2 separate regions of the Arachis hypogaea genome follow, and region 2 is linked to region 1. The links are chromatin contacts, called in public Hi-C maps. All regions are on one chromosome and are shown on one strand. The core of a region is the stretch at or near the end of the contact, and the rest is flanking DNA. Distances in the headings are between cores, read along the strand shown.

Region 1 (5,550 bases), core at 771-3,270:
CTCTATCCCAGCCTTCAGCGTGCTATCAAACAAGGCCAAGGCGTCGACGTGGCGGTCAGCGTTGACAAGGCCATCAATCATTGAAGTCCAAGAAACCACATCCCTAAGAGGCATTCTATCAAACACCTTGCGAGCAAACCCCAACTCGCCAAATTCAGAATACATATGGATCAAGGCGTTCTGGATATACTGATCCGACCCAAAACCCGTCTTAGTGATGAGAGCATGGATCTGTTTACCTTGTGGGGTGAGTTTCAAGCGGGCGAGACACTTAAGGAGGAAGGGGTAAGTGAAGTTATCAGGTTGGGCAGGTTGGTGGTGGAGCATGGAGAGGAAGAGAGAGAGGGCGTGGAAGTGGTGGGTGGGGTCGGGGCTGCGGGAATAGGCGCGGATGATGGTGTTATAGTAATAGGAGTTGGGGCGGGGGATGGAGCGGAGGAGGAGGCGAGCATAGGAGAGGTCACCGCCGGGAGAGAGGGCGGCGAAAGTGAAGAGCTTGGAGACGTTGCGCGCTGCGTCGTCGTTTTGGGTGCCCCCTTTCAGGAGTTGCGCGTGGAATTGGAGCGCGTCGGACATGCTTCTCAGCTCCATCACAACACCACCCACTCATGCTCACTAGTCACCGCCACTTCGTCTTTTCGTTATTTAATATGTATTACTAGTGGAATGACCAAGGTTCTGAAAACTGGATTGATGATCGATCAGCTCTAACTACGAATTTACTGGTTTACTAGTCTAACCAATTCAACGGTACTTCAACTGAAAAATTATTTTATAATAAAATAATAAATAAATTATAAATAAACACTTCAAATATAATTATAATCAAATATAAATTTTTTCAAATTTAAAATAACACTACATCAATCAAAATCTAATATAACTTTTAATCTCATTAATTAATAATTATTAACAATTTATCACTCATTAATCATTATATCACTATTGAACTCATTAAGATAGTTGTAAAATACAAAAGAAATCCATTGAATTAACCAAATAAATAACAAATATTCGATCATTTACTTATTTAATTAATTCAGTTAATTCAATTCATCTATTTCTTCATTAAAAGCAAATACGACAAATTTATTTTTTCTCTAACAAAACACTGATCATAATGAACAAATAAAAGCTCCGCCAAACTTTTAACAAAATTTTTAATATAATTTTAATAAAAATTAACAAAATTTTCAGCCAATCAGAATTTTAGCAAAATCTCAGCATAATTTTAACAAAATTTAATAACCTTTTTCCAAAGATTAACCAAAAAAAAAAAAGCATTCAATGATTCAATAACACCAAGAATACAGAGTTCAGAACAACTAGATATAGAAGGGAATCATAGCTAATCATTCAGTGATTCAAGTTATGGAAGGGAAAGCTCTAAGATGGTTCAATCATCGCTAACTAGATATGCCTTCAATCTTGCTAGAATCAAACAACAATTCAGCAATTACCAACCACAATTTCAGATGCAAAATCAGCAACAACAGAAATTATATGATTACAAATTAGTAATTACAATGAAGCAGCACCACAAATTCGGCAACAGTAGAACCAACTGCATCAACTAAAATACTTCATGCCAAAATTCAAAAATCAGAAATGCAGTAGAAGAAGTAATAGAAGTGCACATTGAAAGTTTAGATCTAAGAAATTCAATTGAGCAAAACTCACTGTGGATCTGTTGTCGCACGGCGGAGCGAAGCAATGGCACCAGGGTCGGTGCCTCGGTGAATGGCAACAAGGACGGAGGTGCGATGAACCGTGGTGGCGCGATGAACGAGGGTGGCGCTAGTGGTTCTTCGGTGTGCTCCACCGCGACCCCGCGAACAAGTACGGCGGCGCTGTCGCGACGCAAAAAAGAGACAACGCGAGCACTGAGCACTGACCTTCACCGAGTATACGACGACGACGGCGACGGCGACCAGAGGGCAGAGTGGCAGACGAAGACGAATTCTGTTTAAGAATACAGAAGCTGTAATATTTGGGATCAAATCCCGAAAGAACCAATTCTTTTTTTTTTTTTGGGTGGGGATTGGACAACTCTAAATTTTAGACATTACATCCATGCTTTACACACCCACACAACACACTTACAGTCTCACACACACTACCATGGGTACTATGGAATGCTATCTGTGCTAGGCCTCCCGCTACCAATTCTGTTTAAGAATGGACCTGTAATATTTGGGCTAGGCCCAGAACTTACAACTTAAAAAGGCCCAATAGCTTCAACCAAAAATTGAGCCCAACAATAATCAATCAATCGAGAGAGAGAGAGAGCAAAACCAGACAAATTCAGAAGCTGCAGAAGAAGAAGAAGAAAGAGGAATTATGGATTGGGACTCTCAAAATTCGGAAAAAAGCGATTCCGTTTTTGTTTGGGATGAAAATTCACAGCTATACTTTCATGCAAGGTTTCCTTTCTTATTATTCTCTAAATTTCAAACAATTCATGTGATTAGTGGTTACTCCATACGTTCTTAATCCTACTTTTTTCTTCCATCATGATCACACGTTCATATCTTAATTACACAGATTGCGTTGCAGTTGATTTTCTGCATGTGGAATGATTTGCATTTTCCTTTCGTCAAATTGTAATTTTTATCTTTTTTTGTCGTCAGAATGAGGATTCGTTCACTAATTTAGATGATGATGAGCTTAATGTGTTTACAATATGTTATGATAAACGCTTGGTACTGCAGAAATTTAGGGTTTAGATAGGAGGTACCTAAAATCGTAATTTAACTTCCTGTAACTGATTGAAATGGTTGTTAAAAGGCTTAAAGCTCATAGTATATTGTTGCAGCATTATTATTGCTGAGGCTAAGCTAGTTAGAATCCACAGACTCGTATCAAGTTCTGGTTCTTACTCTAACGTAGATTAATTTCTTGCAGTAGTGGATTTTACCATGACCCCAATGCTGGTTGGTACTATAGTAGCAGAGATGGTCATTATTATAAATTTGAGGATGGGAATTATGTGCTTTTAGATTCCAATAAGGTAACAGGTTCTCAATTAATCTACATCTGGTTTCTTAAGAACTAAACCCTTTGATCACTGTCGTGTCAAGTCGACGATTTACGTTCCTTTTGCATGTTGTCTCAGGATGATGGTGAAGAAACATATCCGTGTGAAGAAGCTGCTCCAGAAAGCACAGAACAAGTATATGGTAACAACAATGAGGAATACCCTTCCTTCCTCGAAAGTGAATTCAAAGCTTACCAGCGGACAGAAAGCTTGTCTAATGATCCAGACTATGGTATGTAGTGTTAGCTTAAGTGTCAAATTTGATTAATTCTTGATAATCATAGTATCTGAGCTGAGGTATGCTCTGGAAACAATATTACAGTATGATGATGGTCGAAAGCAGGTTCTGCAGTAGCCAACAACAAGGGGTTACTGCCGTGTGCCACATTACATTTGCACTTCAGTTATTTTAACCAATTGACAATTGATTTCTAGTACTCTTTGAGCATCGACATTACGTGTTTCAAGCATGTAGTGGTAATGAATGAGTGACGACAGTTAACTAAGTAGATGTATTTGTAATAGATCTCTTGAATTCTGTGAGCACTCCAACTATTGAAAACCCTCCTCCGCCACCATCAGAATGGTATGTACCTTCAAGAAACTTATTCCATTGAAATGATTATATATTCAAAATTATCCCTTGGACTTATTCATCTTGCTAATGTACAGGTTAGAGGACACGCTTATTGATCTTTACTTGTCTGGCTACAAGACAGAAAATAGCACAGCTGATACAATGACAGTACCCTTGGAAACAGATGATGGATCTGCTGATGGTTTGTCATATACCCCTTGACGCTTTTTAACTTAGAAAAATGTAAAACTACCCTGCTTCTAAATTATCTGTTTCCTGAATGTATGGTTAATGACAATACTTGTGAAGTGGGTGACAAGTGGATCCCAGGGCCAGTAGCTGCAAATGGCATAGTTGATAAAACTACTGTTGATGAAGGTATAGCTTACAGCGATACTTATGATCTGGAAGAGGGTGAGTGGATCCCAGATGCCGAGGACTTAAATCAGTTAAATGGCACAGCTGATGCAAGTACCACAGATGAAGGTATGTTACAGATGTGTGCTTGTAAGCTTAATATTATATCGACAGAGTTCAACAACATATATCGTATTTTATCATATAGTAATTTACTAGGTTTGATATTTCATCTATTCTCTTTACACCTAGAAGTAATTTGTAGAAAGATCATTATGTTGTGCACTGAGTATACTGTAAGTCAATACCTATCAATTGCTTATTTCCGTGAAAAATCAAATAACCTAATATTAGCTTGTTTCCTTGTTTTGTTTTCAGCAATCTAGTTTGCTTTGAGTGTTCTATCAAGTGTTTTTCATTCTCTGCATGAATTCATAGTTGAATTTTTATCACGTGGTTGGAACTTGGAATTACTTGCCTCTTTTTTGTTCATATGCCTGATGCTGAATGCTGTTATAGGTATCCTATCAGACGAAGAGAAATGGCGAGCTCAATATGGTCAAGTCATTGAATCAGAAACAGATCTGGTTTCGGAGTTTCCAGTTGTGGACATGTGGGATTGGGAAATGGTTAAAGGATCCAAAAAGGATGGAAAAGATACGGCGGCTAGGTTGGTTGGAAGAATTGTAAAGCAATCTGCAAAGCGGCATCCATCTATCCCTTCTCGGGGAGGGAAATTTCGATCTGCCCCTATCAGTGAAGTACATCTCGATCTGGTACGAGTCAAAACAGGTTTGCATTTTTCACTTTTATTTGTTATTTACTTAGCTTTCTGCATATCACGAAGACATGAATTATTGTGAAAATGCACAAGAGATGTAGTGTTATCATATATTTCATTTGGACTTGACATATAAATTTCATTTTAAATGGAGCAATTTCAGTAAAATGATAGTGCCAGAAGTAATTGTTATAACTGAATATGGCTGCTTGTTATTTTAACAGGACAAGTGTACAGATTGCGAAATCCTAGTGCAAGATATGTGGCTTCTCTATCAACTTATGACTCTACTAATCCAACAGAAGATTGGGATTTTCCTAAATTATCATCTAAGAGAAAGATCTCCCGTCCTTCAAAGTCTGGAGAAGGAATTGCTTTGGCTTCAGGTGAAATTCTCATAGAGAAGGATTTGTCTATGTTGCCAAGTTCTATCCCTGCATTCGAGGTTTGTAATCTGATTTTGAAATCTAACAATCAGTTCTTGTGTGATTGATGGCTAAGGGTATTAATGTCTATCTATAAAAACTATGGCAGCAAATGAAATGTAAATACAGAGATAGGGCTGCTGAAAGAAGAAACTTGCATGGCGGTTTTGGTGTGGGCTATGGACAGAAGAATTCCGAGGGCAGTTATATTGATACGCCATCGTCACCCGATGCTAGCTGTACACAAGAAGCTGCATCAGAGGCCTTGGAGATGTCATTTGGATCTGGAAGTTATGCCAGAAAACTACTCAAAAACATGGGTTGGAAGGAGGTATGTTCTTTACCGTCTACAAATGTTTTTAACTTGCTGAAA
Region 2 (5,326 bases), core at 390-2,889, 37 kb before region 1:
AATAGATCATGATATTAAATTATTTTAATATTTTTAGTTAATATTCATATGTATATTTATTTACGGTAATACTAGAGAAATAAAAAAAATAGCCATAACTTATCTTATTTAATATTCATTAATTGTCATAACAATTAATGAATGCTAAATAAATAAGATAAATTATGACTATTTTTAACTAATTTTTTTTGTTATAAAATATTTTTTATTTATTGATTGATTTTAATCTGATCTGTTAATAATTATATTTAATATTTTTTTTCATATTTTTTTTTATTTTATTTTATAATATATAATTTGTATGTAAAAATATGAATTGTGTATTGTAGAAGTTATTAAAATATATTTAATTTAACATCCATAATTTTATATATATGATATTTATAATTTTAAAAATATAATTCTATAATCTACAAATTGAAATTGATTTATTATAATTTATTATTATTTTTTTATATTGCAAGTCACAAACCAATATTTTTTATGTTTTTTATTTTCAATAAATTGAGATTAATCGAGTTTGATATTTTGAATTTTTTTTTACATAGTATATTGTGGTGATTTGAAAATATTTTTTAGGGTTAATAATATCAGGATTTAATCTTTCATTTTAAATAAAGATTATATAATTATAGATGTAATAAGTTAATAATGAGGGAGAGATTTTTTGGATTTGATTCTCATAAAAATAAATTTGATTTTTGGTGTATTAAATAAAAAGAAATATTTATAAAAATAAATTAATTGTGTCAATTAATTAAAAAGAGTGATTTCCACCTTGATCTCTTATAAGTGAGAATGTTATTAATGTGATTTTTGGCTATGTAGCATGGCTCATTAAAAACCAATTTAAGTGTAAGTACTAGCTAATATATCATATTAAAGTAGAAGGCAGGTAAGTACTAGCTAATAGCCGCACCCATATATGTATGTAATCAACATAAGTAGACAATTAAGCTTAAATTAAGTCTAAGTTTTTAACTAGTGAAATATCTTTTCAACTCTTGGAGATACTTATGTAAATGGTTATTCGGTAATTGGATCCAAATATTTTTGCTGGTTTGGGTCGAGCTCTTGCATTCTTTTGTTTGAACTTTGGGCCTCATATTCTTTGAATTATTTAGATGCAGAATTTAGGATAAAAAAAAAATAAAGTTACAATATAAGTTAATAATCATAGGTTGGTCTAATAATTAATTTATTAGTCTATTAATTAAATTGTCTCTATATTAATAGCGTAGAGTTTGCACTTTGCAGGTAGTTTCATTGTAAAAGGTACACATTGTCTTTTTTTTTTTTTTTGTATCAGAGTATCTATTATGTTAGAAATCCAATAATTAATCCCTCAAATATTGATAAAAACACAAAGTGGATGACCCTTCTAAATAAACAAACTCTATTCTTATTTTCTAGTGAATATTGAACTCGAGAGAAATGATTAAAGGAGACAGACCTTCATTCATTTGTGCCAGCTTACGTTGGTGCACATGTTTTCCGATTAATGTTGAATTATGATTCATATTGGATAATTAAGCATACACAAATCCATATGCATTAATACTGTCAATAGGGCTGATCTCGTAGGGCTTTGAATCCTAATTCATAGGGCCAAGATAATATCACAATAAAATGCCTTACAACCAAACGGGCCAACTTTTCAAAAAGCCCATAGGGCTAAAAGTCCTCATGGAGCAAAGGATCTAGGGCTAATCTATGGGCCACCTTTCTTTTTTTTTTTAAACAAAAAGAAAATAAATTTACTTCCCAATTAATTGCCTAGTGTGATTTTTGAGAAATCGAGAATAATAAAAATATGATGAGATTTTGTATATTAATAATAAAAAATAAACTAAGTTAGATTAGTTCAGTGATTAGCTCACTAGTCTGCTTAAGTAAGTGTCGAGGGTTCGAATTCCACTTGATACATGCAGCAACTCATTGGTCAACGACAAACCCTTAAATGAAGTTCAGTACAACGACGGATTAGTCCTTAACCTGTCGGGTTAGAAGATACCATGGGAAACCAAGCAACTTTTGTGTTTTGTAACCATCAATTGGTCATTAATAATATTTTTAATGGTGTGAGATTAAATCTAATAGTGTAGAATCATTCAATTTTCTTTTGATGATTAAATACTGGCCAACTTTTTAAAAAATTGCTGACCCTCAAGACTTTTACATAATAATAATAATAATAATAATAATAATAATAATAATAATAATAATAATAATAATAAAATGTGTCCTTTGACTTTATTCTAATTGTGATGAAAACTTCATTAATAAAATTAGAAGCGGTATGTTTCTTAAGAGAAAACAAGATCAAATTAATTAGTTCACCTAAGCGTGAAAACTCTATTGTTCTACATGTAACAGAATTCCCCTACATTAATTAAGTCCTAAACATCTTAACCAGCATACAAACATATTATCATCATGATTTGGTGCGCATGTATCTCTTTCCACAAACCATACATCAATTATATAATGTCGAAACTAACTAATATAATATAATATTATACATTATACATTGTGTTAATTAAGGTGCAAGTACTACTACTATCGAAAGTTTATAGTAGAGAGTCTGTGTAGAAAGTGCATAAAATTTTCATCTGTATCCAACATGCTAATTCTTACATATTGTTGGCTAACTCCAAAGTGTGTTCCACTTCTTGTTAATATGTTGTGTCCTCTAAGAAAGCTTTCGCAGTCTTCTACATTTCTTTCACATTTTAGCCACACAAATGCTGTGTACAAACGTTTTACAGTGTCAGTACATCAAAATAAAATTCAGTATATAATAATAATAACTTAATTATTTTGCAATATGTAGTACTTTAAGAAGAATTTTGAGAATATTTGTTTAGAAAGTGTTGGAAATTTGTATCTAAGGAAATATTTGTTTCAAGAGAGTAACACAGATTTTAATTAGGTTATATTTTGAGAATTTATTTTAATATACTGTCAGTATAAAACAATTTTATACGTACATCCAATCATCTGATTAAACGACTATGTAAAATATTTTACATGGTCAATATATCAAAATTAGAAACGAAAACAAAATATTTTTTTGTCCCAAAGGGGAAAATTATTGGTATTTTTGCTTCAATAATGTATGAACACCATTTTAGTTTATTATTATTACCTGGATGAGGCTCCAAATTTTGATTAAAGAAGGTGCAAAAAGAAGGAGAGAATGTAGGGACACTGAAGAATCCATTACTACGTTGAACTGCTTCTCTGAGTTGTTTCCATCTGTCTGACATGATTTTGTGGCTGAACTGGAAGAAGGATTCGCCGCCGCCTTGTAGTTCGCAGCTGTCGGAAACTGCCCTCAGAACCTTGGCGGCCCTAAGCTGTGAGTCCTTAGAGACTCCTATGGTATTGAGCTCTATGAATTTGGTCATTTTCTTTGCTACTTCTTTGTCTTTCACAAGAGCCCACCTACAAATCTTAGTGTAAATTCAAATCTTTCACAAGGACATAGCATACTACTAATATGATCATTAGTGTTCAAATCTTTTAGATATTTGCAAAAGATTAATGCATTTTTTAGAAGTTTAATTGATTCAATAGGCTTTTAGGCCAATTCTCTCAGAATTACGCACAAGTATCATCTCAGAATTACTTTAATACGAAGTTTGATAACTGAAAATCGTTGAATAATAATTTAGTCGAATATTTTAAATCATCTAACGATTTATAACTATCAATTTCATATAAAGACAATTATGTATGAGCTTTTACCGAATCTTATTAGTATATTGTTTGATAGTGATACAAACATGATGTGTAAAAAGAAAACAGAAACATAGCCATCATATCAATGAATAATCATATTAACAATTCTACGACTCAGATATATTAATTAGATAGGTCTTTCTATCGATCTTTTTAACTATGCACACGAATTGAAGACCAACAGAAAGACCTATCAAATCCCAATCTTTATTAGAATAGTAAAAATTCAAGTGCAGTCATTTTATGTAAAGTTGATAATTAAGAATCCGTTAGTTGACAATTTAGTAAAAAATGTCAAATCATTTAACGATTCTCAGCTATCAACTTCATATGAAACTAACAACGACCGAATTAATTTCCAGGTATTAGAATAGAATGCAATGTATGAAAGTTAGGAAGAGACAAACCCAATGCGCATTCCAGCATGACCAGTAGTCTTAGAAAGAGTGAAAAGGGTAAGATCATGGTTGGAAGGGGAAGAAATAGGAGTGTACTGAGGCCAGTAATAAGCAAGATCGTGGACCAGTAGACCCTCAGAGCGATTGAGCACTGAACGCCTGACGCAGCCATCAGGGTTGTTGGGAGAAGTAACTAACTCAATGTAGGGCCCACTTTTGTCAAACTTGTCAGCATCACCACCCCATTTGTATAGCCCTGATTTCTGGTAATCCGTCATTGATGGGTATGACTGCATTTCAACATCTCTCATCTTATGCATTCATTAATAATGAAGTTAATTCTACTGTGTCTATGAATTACTGTCTAAATTTTGTGTAACTTATTTTTTTAGTAAATTTTAATTTTTTAAAAATTTTTATTTTTATATTTTTAAATTAAATATTAATTTTTTATTTTTTTTTATAAATAAACATTACCTTTTAGAGACCATAACATTCACATTTTATAATAATCTCTATTCTCTAGTAAGATTTTCAAATGTCAAATCTACTTATTTTGACTGTCATCACTCATCAGTTCAGCACATGCAAACTGTATATTGTATCCACTGTCATCGTCTTATTTATGAGTGTTATTTAATTTATATTTAATTATTTTATACTTATACTAGATTAACATATACCTTTTAATTATAAAATCATAAAATATGTATCAATTTATTATATAAAATAAAATAAATATACAAAAAAAATTTGTTATCTATTAATAATTAAATAAACATAGAGAGAGAAAGGAGGCATTAAATCAATTCTGGGAAACAGATATAGAAGAAATGGTAGATTCGTAGTAACAGTTTGAATGCTCTAATTAAATATATTATTTTACTAATTGTATTTCGTGTATATAAAAAATTAGTTATTTATATAAAAATATATATTAAAAATAGTTGAATCTCTAAGTTTATATATTCAATAATCAAAGATAGTGTTTCAAAAATCAAATTGAACCAGTTGGATTTGGTTAATTGAAAATTGACTATTATATCAATCCAGTTTAAGATAAAAAATGTTTAGAAGTAAATCAGTTAAAAGATAAAAAAATCCAATAAAACAATCGATTAATTAATTGAACCGGTCTTATTATTAGCGGGTTAACCAATTTGAAAAAAAAAAAATAAAAAACA

Evidence for each region. A called contact is a pair of places that touch in the nucleus more often than the background predicts.
Region 2: a contact with region 1 is called in a Hi-C map of an unstated tissue, with 2.3 times the contacts expected there. The contact joins the enhancer-like site here to the promoter of LOC112765023 in region 1. A contact is called at or near these places in 2 of 8 Hi-C or Micro-C datasets (leaf and an unstated tissue).

The regions. Positions count from the first base shown.
Region 1 is chr7:157,992-163,541 of arahy.Tifrunner.gnm2.J5K5, reverse strand. It overlaps LOC112765023, which reads left to right and starts at 2,020. Exons shown (of 10, transcript XM_025810879.3): 1 at 2,020-2,423; 2 at 2,905-3,010; 3 at 3,116-3,269; 4 at 3,563-3,623; 5 at 3,710-3,816; 6 at 3,924-4,100; 7 at 4,491-4,763; 8 at 4,977-5,197; 9 at 5,287-5,508. The coding sequence starts at 2,341. LOC112765022 (pentatricopeptide repeat-containing protein At4g21065) reads right to left here and starts at 2,103. Exons shown (of 7, transcript XR_011864232.1): 1 at 1,681-2,103.
Region 2 is chr7:195,109-200,434 of arahy.Tifrunner.gnm2.J5K5, reverse strand. LOC112766026 (tryptophan aminotransferase-related protein 2) reads right to left here. Exons shown (of 5, transcript XM_072199844.1): 3 at 4,152-4,453; 4 at 3,149-3,447; 5 at 2,460-2,747. The coding sequence ends at 2,560. Among protein-coding and RNA genes, the nearest start is that of LOC112766026, 9.8 kb to the right of the region's middle. Within about 2 kb of position 1,639, at least 3 of the 3 cell types and tissues checked have open chromatin away from gene starts, as enhancers often do.